Linked DNA regions of Pan troglodytes: region 2 is linked to region 1. A link is a contact called in public HiChIP or PLAC-seq data. All regions are on one chromosome and are shown on one strand. Each heading gives the region's core, a stretch centred on a gene start, on an enhancer-like site or on the middle of the called end of the contact. The rest is flanking DNA. Distances are from core to core; before and after follow the strand shown.

Region 1 (4,849 bases), core at 2,048-4,547:
CAGAAGTCTCATAAAAATTTCTTGAATTGATGACAGACAACAGGGACGGTACGTTAACTGGGTTCTTCCTATTGTCTCTGGAGTTTCAGCAAAGGCCTCAAAAGTAGAAGGCAATACAACAGATGCCAGGTACTCCCATTCCCCCATCTTAAAGGGTGATGATAGAATATGAACTAGTCTGCCAGCATTACTAATCATCCACCCTCGGTCTATATAAGAGAATGAGGATTGTGTTGGACAGTTACCTGTGGGCTCTGTATTTCCTCTCCTGCCACTCTGGGGCGGGAGAGGGGAGCCAAGTGAGATAAAGCCTTCTACTAGAACCTCTTAGAATGTTTGGCTTGTGTCTCCTGGAGTTTGGAGATCCACAGGGATAGTGTCTTAACCCCTACCTGGGGGAAGTCCAAAAGCAAGATGCTGGCTAACTGTGCTGGGATGGTGAATAAGGTGGGAGCCATGGGGAGTGAGCTGCACTGCCTTCGCCACTGGGGCAAAGATGCATGAGTTATCCTGTGAGCCAAGTGGACACACAAGCTAACGAACTTGGAGTCATTTAAAAGAGATCCTTCCCAGGCCGCGCGCGGTGGCTCATGCCTGTAATCCCAGCACTTTGGGAGGCCGAGGCGGGCGGATCACGAGGTCAGCAGATCGCGACCATCCTGGCTTACACGGTGAAACCTCGTCTCCACTAAAAAAAATACAAAAAAATTAGCTGGGCATGGTGGCGGGTGCCTATAGTCCCAGCTACTCGGGAGGCTGAGGCAGGAGAATGGCGTGAGCCCAGGAAGCGAAGCTTGCAGTGAGCGGAGATCGAGCCACTGCACTCCAGCCTGGGCGACTGAGCGAGACTCTGTCTCAAAAAAAAAAAAAATAAAATAAAATAAATAAATAAAATAAAAGGGATCCGTCCCATGAGAGATAACCAGAGAGGAAAGGGACTCCTGCCACGGGAGTGAGTTTTACATGGGGTAAGCCTCCTCCAGAAGGCCAAAGACTTGGGGGAGGGGAGTCACAGACAGTGAACCAGAGGAGGACCACTGCCAGCAAGAGAGTTCTAAAAAAGCCCACAAAGGTGCATAAGAGAGAAAAGCCAACATTTGTGATTCCTCCTTGTCCATAGGGAACCGATTTTGGAAGATAATAGCATCCTGCACTAACCAGGAAAGTCTGTGTTCTTTCCCTTCAATCCCTTCTCCTCCTGGGAGGAGGGGGTCAGAAATAGCAGCTAGCCAGTGGGAGAGGAGGAGCAAACTTTGAGGAGCAAAGGCAGGGATGTGGAGAAACCTACCATACCACTTTTAATATACCAAGCTTCAAGTCTGAAGCAGGTAAAAGCAGGGGTAGGGGAGAACCTTTAGCCTGAATAAAGTTTAAAGCTTTGTTCTGTACTATATATTTTCTACTGCAATATGACTACTCTCATGACTGAAAAATACTTGAAAAGTGAAAGGATCTGCAAGAGATTTCATGCAGGACACAGAACTATGCATAGAGCAAGTGTGAAGGGGAAGCAGAAGAGTTTTCTGATTATACACCGTGTCTCCCCCTGTCTTGAAACACCCCAGCTCCTTTGATAAAAATATTCAGTATTAGAAACGGGTTGAGGAGTAAAAGTTGATACAGAATATAACAAACATGATTTAAAATTTATTGACTCCAAGTATCTATACACACTGATTTACATTTTTTTCACATTTATTAAGTCCCACCAAAAGTATGGGTAACCAAAATCCATATATACTCTAATAAAGACAGGGCATACACCTCTGGCATATTTTTATTTTTTTTTCATTAAAATAAGTTATTGGTTTCTTATTTTATATAAATTATATAAAATGTGAAGCTGGGTAAAAGTAGTCAACTAGTAAAAATTTTATACATTTTTACTGAGTATATGCCATTATAAGAACGTATGGAAATGGATATATATATATATATATATATGGATGTATTTTTTGAGAGAGGGTCTCACTCTGTCACCCAGGCTGGAGTGCAGTGGCATGATCACAGCTCACCGCAGCCTCAACCTCCCGAGTAGCTGGGGTACAGGAACGTGCCACCACACTCAGCAAATTTTTTTTTTTTTTTTTTAGAAATGGAGGTCCTTCTACGTTGCCCAGGCTGGTCTCGAACTCCCAGGCTCAAGCAATCCTCCTGCCCCGGCCTCCCAAAATGGTGGGATTATAGGCGTGACCCTTTGCGCCTGGCCCACTTTTGTATTTAGGATGCAGGGCCCTGAGATTGGCATCTAGGAAAATTCTGGACTTAGGCCAGGGGAGGGGGCATGCCTGGATCTCTTACAAAAACTTGCCACGCCTCCAGTTGGTCATGATGTGGGCCCCTGGTAATGAAGGACCTCCACCATGACCACAAGTACTTTAGTCAGAAAACAGCTCGAAAACGTGTGAAGAGAGTCCACCAAACAGGCTTCGTGTGAGCAACAAGGCTGTTTATCTTACCTGGGTGCAGGCGGGTTGAGTCCGAAAAAGGAGTCAGCAGAGGGTGGTGGAATTATCATTAGTTCTTATAAGTTTGGGATAGGTGTACAAAGTACATTCTTAAGGGCGGGGGAGAATATTACAAAGCACCTACTTAAGGGCGAGGGGGAGAATATATCCTGTCAGTTAGGGTGGGGCAGGAACAAATCACAATGGTGGAATGTCATCAGTTAAGGCTATTTTCACTTCTTTTGTGGCTCTTCAGTTGTCTCAGGCCATCTGGATGTATACGTGCAGGTCATAGGGGATATGATGGCTTAGCTTGGGCTCAGAGGCCTGACAACGTCTATTTTGGGTTTGATTCTGGCCCACGACCTCCACCTCGTACTTTCCTATCCTCAATTTCAACCTCTAGAAATTAGGCAAACTGGAAAGTAAACTGATGCGGGTCGTGTTGCTTCAGCAGGGGACAGGACTTCGGTGGGCGCTCCTGCCGGGGTCCGTAACCTCCCACACAGCTAACGTTTACAGGCCCGTTTATATTATCGCGAATGGTTTTCAACCATTTCGTGTCCATCCCTAAATTAAGAGGCTTGAGGGGCGGCAGGAAAGAGCGAAGACACATCCGCACGGTCTCCAAACCCCTAAGTCCCGAGGCCTGGAGCATCCCCGGAAAACCAGATCCCTCTCCAGAGAAGCCCTCCCTTCCGCCCCGCCCACCCCGCGCGGAGGCCACAGGGGTCACGTGGCCGCCGCGGGAGGGGGAAGTGGGCGGCTCTGCGGCCGCCATCTTGAGGATTCGGAGGCGGGGCGTGCAGAGCTCAGGGCGCGCGCTTCGCTTCCCCTCCCCTCGCCCAGCCTCGCGCCGGCGTCTGTGCTCCTCCCCACTTTTCTTGGTTCCTGCGGCCGCTCCCTGAGTGGAGGAGCGGGGAACCCCGGAGGCGGGGGGGTGTGTCGGACGCGTGCTCGCGCCCTCCAACCGCCAGCCGCGGGGGCGCGCTCGGCCGGGCCCCCGGGGCGACGCGGGGCCGAGGGGAGGGGGCTGCTCCCGCGGCTGAGGCGGCGCGCAGCGGCCGAGGTGGCGGCGGCTGCAGCTGCGGCGGCGCGCTCCGGGCCTGCGTCTAGGGCGCCCCCGGGTCGGAGCTGTCGCCGTGGCCGCCGCTGCAAGAACCATGTACCGCAGCAGCGCTCGCTCCTCCGTCTCTTCCCACCGGCCTAAAGACGACGGCGGGGGCGGCCCGCGCAGCGGCCGCAGCTCTGGCTCCTCCTCAGGCCCGGCTCGCCGCAGCTCACCGCCGCCTCCGCCCTCCGGCTCCTCGTCGCGGACCCCGGCTCGCCGACCCCGCTCGCCCTCAGGGCACCGCGGCCGCCGGGCCTCGCCGTCCCCGCCACGGGGTCGTCGCGTCTCCCCGTCCCCGCCTCGGGCCCGTCGCGGCTCCCCGTCGCCACCGCGGGGCCGACGACTCTTCCCGCCGGGCCCGGCCGGCTTCAGAGGCAGCAGCCGAGGGGAGTCCCGCGCCGACTATGCCCGGGACGGCCGCGGAGACCATCCAGGCGACAGCGGCAGCCGGGTAATCCCACCCCTCGTCCAGGACTCCCTCCATCCCCCAGCCCCCTCCCCCGGAATTCCCGTTTCCAGAAACGCCCGGGGCCTCCAGACCAGGGTCCTAAGCGCGAAGCCTCCGGTCAACTCCCTCGGGGATGCCGAGCCTGGAGGCTTCTGTCAGACCCGGGAGCGTTGACACAATAACGGACTCGGGAGCGCACGGGCGTCTGGTCGGGAGTGCGGGCTCCGTTCCTTAGGAATAGGCTGTTTCTCTCATGCCGGGTGAGGTGTGGAAAGTTTGCCAAGGCGAGGGGCATTTCGTCCAAACCGTGTGGCTTGGTACTTTTTGTAGAGTTGACGTGTCCTCGGGGTTCCGTACTTTTCATCCCCTTACACCTGAGCTGCCTTCCTGGATCTTAGGGAAAAAAGCCGAAATGTCCGTTTTTGTGGCGAGTTAGGGGCGCTTGAACCCTACCAGGCTTTACGTCTAGAGTGTAAACTGTTAGCTTAAATGAATTGGAGCTGCTGCTTCGGAATGAAGTGTGCAGGACCACAGTCATTGCCATAGCCACTACCTCTTATCGAGTTCTATGTCAGGAATTATGCCTAGCCTTTCACTTTGCACATTCTTTTAACCCTCACAACTCTTTGAAGTGAGGCAGTTAATACTATTCCTTGTTGTACAGCCGAGGAACCAACCCAGAGAGGTTCAAGTAACTCGACTGAGGTGACACGGCTAAGTGGTGGAGCTGTGCTTCAACTCAGATCCGCCTGGTTCCCCAAACCCATGATTTGAACCTCTATGTTTCACTGCTAGAGGAACGGAGCATGAGATTAAGTTTAGTTTTAGAAATAATGTTGACCT
Region 2 (4,639 bases), core at 957-3,456, 140 kb before region 1:
AACTCCTGGCCAGGACTGCAAGGCTCTGCAGCCAATGCAGAAAATGGGTCAGCTCCTTTGAGAACCCCTCACCACCTACCCCTTCCTTCCTCTTTATCTCTCCCACATTGTCTTGCTAAATATAGACTTGGTAATTAAAATGTTGATTGAAGTCTGGAACTGCAGCGGCTGATCCAGTGGTCCTCCCTGTCATCCCACTTCCTATATACTTTCCTGCTCAGTCAACAATGGTAATGTCATATGTTCCCTTCTTCATATCCTCACTCAGGCAGGATAAAGGTGGGACAGGCCAGACTACATAGAAGGCAGTGATTGAATATGACACCTGACCCATGAAGCGGCAGGGAGGCCTCAAGCACAAAAGCCATAAGCCTGATGGAACACTGCAGCCAGCTTGAGTCTGGGCTCAGCTGCACTCTTGGGAAGCCAAGGAAGCAGTGACAATTGGACAAAACATCCCGACTTAAACCCTGTGTCAAAACAAGGATCTTCTGCACCTGGGCATTGTGTTGATAATTTTCCTATGGAGCTCTTAATTGAAGCCAAATTTGGCTTTGCCCTGGTGGTACTGGGGCCAGCTCCTTTTAGTTCTTCTGTCTTTCCTCTTAAAACCAACCACCACTCCTAACATAGCACCATCCACCCCCACCACTTCTTTAATCTGCTCCACTTAATAAGTTAATTCAGGTGGCTAAGAGTGGGAATAGGGCCTTTGACCTCCCTTCACTATATTGAATATTATATTTTATGTAAAATAATCTTCTTAACACTAGTAAATCTGGGTCAGCAGCATCTATTCCTCCTAACAAAGGGACTAACAGAGGTGCCCTTCATTTGTCCTGCGTTACACAAGTGAGTCCCCCACCACCCTGGCCAGAGGACAAAGTTGAGACAGCACCGCCTGCACCGTGCAGTGTGGCTCAGCCGCCTTCATGTCCTCACCAGTGCTCCAGGGCCCTGGCCCTGGCACCTTCTTTGTATTGGCTGCCCCAGTCTCGCGGCATGGACACACCCTCAGATGTCAACAGTGCCCTGCGTACCTGAGAAGGTGTGGCACCAGGACCTTGCATCTATCTGAGGCTCCCCTGCCCTAGGGACCCTATGGGGTACCCTTCTCCCCAGCAGCTCAAGCTGGCTCTGCCCAGCCGTGGTCCCTGGGGCCTCCCTGATGAGGCCGCCATCTTGGCGAGGAGCAAGCGGGGAAGTCCCCATGGGCCGGGATCACCACGCACGCTGCGCCTCGAGTCAGGGGGGCGGGGGCGAGGCGCGGCGCGGATGAAAGGGCCCTGGGGCCTTCCAAATAGGAGGGAACAGTGCCCTGGATTCCGGCGGGGGTATGGACCTTAGGAACGGGAAAGGATGGAAGAATGGGCAGAAGCACCAGTAACCGTGCCCAACGCCATCTCCACGGGGCGTGCCTCCATTCCGCTCCCCGTCAGCCCTACCCACTCAGCCCTGCCGCCTTCCTTCTGCCAGCTGGCTGACCCCACTCCCAAGGGAAGAGCGGCCTATCGCTCCCAGCTCCTTGCCCCGAACCACCCAGTGTACGCGAACCTCGCGGGCCGGCGTGGCCTTAGCCGGGCAGGGGGCGGGGCGAGCGGCGGTGACGCGGCCGTTGCCATGGGAACTCGCCGCCCGCTCGCTCTCTGGAGCTGGAGCCGGAGCTGCCGCCAGGCGCCCGCCTCAGGCTCTCTCTGCCAGCCGTGCGGCCAGGCCCGCGGGGTGGTCGGGGGGAGCCGGGCAGCAGAGAACTAGGGAGCGGGTACGGCCTCCTAACCGAGACCGGTAAGCCGAAGCCCTTGAGCCACTCGCTGCCGCTGCCGCCGCCGCCGCCGCGACCGCGAGGGACAAGGACAAGCGCCGAGCAGCGCCTGCCCAACCCCCGGAACGCGCACCCGCCCCAACGCCCAGACACGGACCGTGCGGGCCGCCCCCGCCCCAGCGCCGCCCCACTTCAGCCCGGCCCGCGCCCTGGACGCCTCCGCACCTCTGGCCGGCTCCGGCTCAGTCCCGGTAGCTCTTCTCCGCCCCCGCCGCAGCCTCCGCCGCAGCCGCAGCCTCCGCCACAGCCGCCGCCTCCACCCCCGGCCCCACTCCGCCCGCGACCCCTGCCGGGGCCCCGACCCCGGCCCTATCCCCGGCCCCGCCCGCGGCCCCACCAACCTCCGTTCCGGCCCCGTACCCGGAGGCCCAGCCGTGGGCACGATGCTGCCCAGCTCCATCCAGATTTCGGGGGAGCCGCTGTCCGGCGCCGAGGTGCGGGACATCTGCCGCGGCCTTCGCGACAACGCCGTGCGCCTGCTCTCACTGCGCGGCTGCCGCCTCTGCGACCGCGACTTTGGCCGCATCTGCCGGGCCCTGGCCGGGGCCACGTCCCTGGCGCAGCTCAACCTTAACCTGGGCGTCGTGTCCAGCCCCAGCCGCATCAAGCAGCTGGCTGAGGCTCTGCGGACCAACCGCTCCATCCAGTCCCTCTTGTGAGTGCGCCCCCTCGCAAGGGGGTCCCGGGCACTGCACCCTTCCATACACCCCTGGCACCTCCTGTTCCTCCACACTCCTTCCAGTACCATACTACCTTCACATGCCTTATGCACATACACAGTGCCTCGGCCCATGCCTTCACAGCACCCTCCAAGCACATGCTTGGACTTTGCACGCGCGACCCTACCCGTGTTGGGATACCCACCACTTCCTGACATGAGGTGGGGGCCGTACCTCCCCACCTAATCATCTGCATTTACTTCACTGGGGCAGCTCCTCGGTTCCCAAGGGGGAATATCCCCGTGGGGACGAGAGCCCTGCCCACTGCAGAGTTCCGGTCCACCACCCACCCACCCCTTCTCTGCCCCTCCCTGTGCAATGTCCTGGATCCCTGCCCCAGAAAACAAACCGAATTCTCCCTCTATCTGTATTCCCTGAGAATCTAGAACTTTCCTTCTCCTTTTCCAGGCCCCTCAAGTGCTGTGACTGAGTGCCCTCCCCATACCTAGGGCTGACAGAAGTGAAAGTGTCCCTTTCCCATGTAGATAGGGCCGAGGACTGCAGTAACCCTGCTCTCTCACTCTCCTCCAGCCTGCATGGGAGCCCCCTGACAGATGCGGGGCTGGCCTTGCTGAACCCAGCCCTGGCCCTCCACCCTGCCCTCGTGGCTCTGGACCTGGGGGACTGCATGCTGGGTGATGAAGCCATCAACCTCATCTGTGGCCTCCTGCCCCCAGATGGGGCCAAATCTGGTGAGCAGGACCCTGTTGAGGGCTTGGGCTAGTGTGGCAGTGATGAAAATCGAAATGCAGAGGGAAGGGGGTGTGGCCCCAGAGCTCTGATGATGTGGGTGAGAACATCTTTCTACTCCTCTCAGGAAGGGGCAGGACGGGGGGCAGCATGGAGACTCAGGAATCCAGGCTGGGGCAGGCAGAGGAAGCATGGGCCTCCTTAATGGCTCTTGACCTCTATGGTGGGGGTAAGGTGGTGCCCAGCCACTAGGGACACCCCAGAGACTCAGGGATGGTGGGGAAGGGCTGGAGGAGGGCTTAACCCTCCCTATTCTGGTTTCTTGCTATGATGCTGCCCAGGCTTGAAGGAGCTAACGCTGAGTGCCAACCCTGGCATCACCCCTAAGGGCTGGAGCCGCCTCGCCATTGCCGTGGCCCACAGCTCCCAGGTCCGCGTCCTCAATCTGGATTACAACCCCCTGGGTGAGGCTCAAGAATACCCCCTTGGGCTGTCACTGCTTCATGCCCTATCCAAGAGCCTGGGACCAACAGTTGACATGGTAACCCGTACACTGGGAGAGGGAAGAGAAAGGCGAGCCCCCAGGGGTCAAGGAGATAGCTTTGTGGAGGACCAGGTGACCAATAAATAGATCAAAGCATCAGTCACCACCCGTGGGCCTAACTTGCTTCGTGCCTTCACTCACCAATCACAATGATCCCTTCCTGACCACCACCAATTGTCCATGTTTCCTTGGCCAGGGATTAGTATCTAAAGTTGTTAAGGCAATGGGGAAGCTATCTGTAAGGATTAGCAGGCATGTGTATGAATGTGTGCACGTGTGTTGTCTCCCCAGGTGACCATGTGGCAGGAATGCTGGCTGTAGCTGTGGCCTCTAGTCGTACCCTAGAGGTGCTAGACTTGGAGGGCACAGGGCTCACCAACCAGTCAGCTCAGGTGGGAAGTCGTCATGTTTGGGCACGGCCAGGGGATGGGGTGGAGGTTAGCTTATGTGTCTGATGACATACCTAAGGCGTGGCAGGTTGGGGTCTGAGGACCTGCCTTAACTGTGTTCATCCTTTTCCATATTCTTCCCCACTTCAGACCCTGCTGGACATGGTAGAAAATTACCCCACAGCTTTGCGGAGCCTGGTGTTGGCTGAGAACAGCATTAGCCCAGAGCTGCAGCAACAGATCTGTGACCTCCTCTCTGAGGGAGAGGAGGAGGAGGAAGTGGCAGGAGGGGCTGGCGACACCCAGGAATGGGAGAGAGGGCGGGAGCCTGCTGCCCACCAGAGAGGCAGCAGCTCCTGGATGTGCCCCAGCGGTAAGAACCCAGAGGGTTGATCAGAGCCAGGTCTGGAAGAGGCTCGGGACAAGGGAGAGTGGGTGTGCAGAACCTAGGCTCTCACCTATCTGTGGTCCCCAT

What was found. HiChIP or PLAC-seq counts read pairs in DNA pulled down with a chosen protein or histone mark.
Region 2: a contact with region 1 is called in an H3K4me3 HiChIP or PLAC-seq map of stem cell-derived excitatory neurons, with 5 times the contacts expected there. The contact joins the promoter of LRRC73 here to the promoter of ZNF318 in region 1. A contact is called at or near these places in 1 of 7 Hi-C or Micro-C datasets (induced pluripotent stem cells) and 1 of 1 datasets of contacts at active chromatin or transcription factors (stem cell-derived excitatory neurons).

What each region holds. Positions count from the first base shown.
Region 1 is chr5:49,262,395-49,267,243 of NHGRI_mPanTro3-v2.0_pri, reverse strand. ZNF318 (zinc finger protein 318) reads left to right here and starts at 3,297. Exons shown (of 10, transcript XM_016955560.4): 1 at 3,297-4,009. The coding sequence starts at 3,611.
Region 2 is chr5:49,400,320-49,404,958 of NHGRI_mPanTro3-v2.0_pri, reverse strand. LRRC73 (leucine rich repeat containing 73) reads left to right here and starts at 2,206. Exons shown (of 6, transcript XM_001138441.6): 1 at 2,206-2,477; 2 at 3,073-3,233; 3 at 3,573-3,695; 4 at 4,067-4,167; 5 at 4,315-4,537. The coding sequence starts at 2,206. YIPF3 (Yip1 domain family member 3) reads left to right here. Exons shown (of 9, transcript XM_001138532.7): 9 at 1-159. It also overlaps a transcript of POLR1C not described here.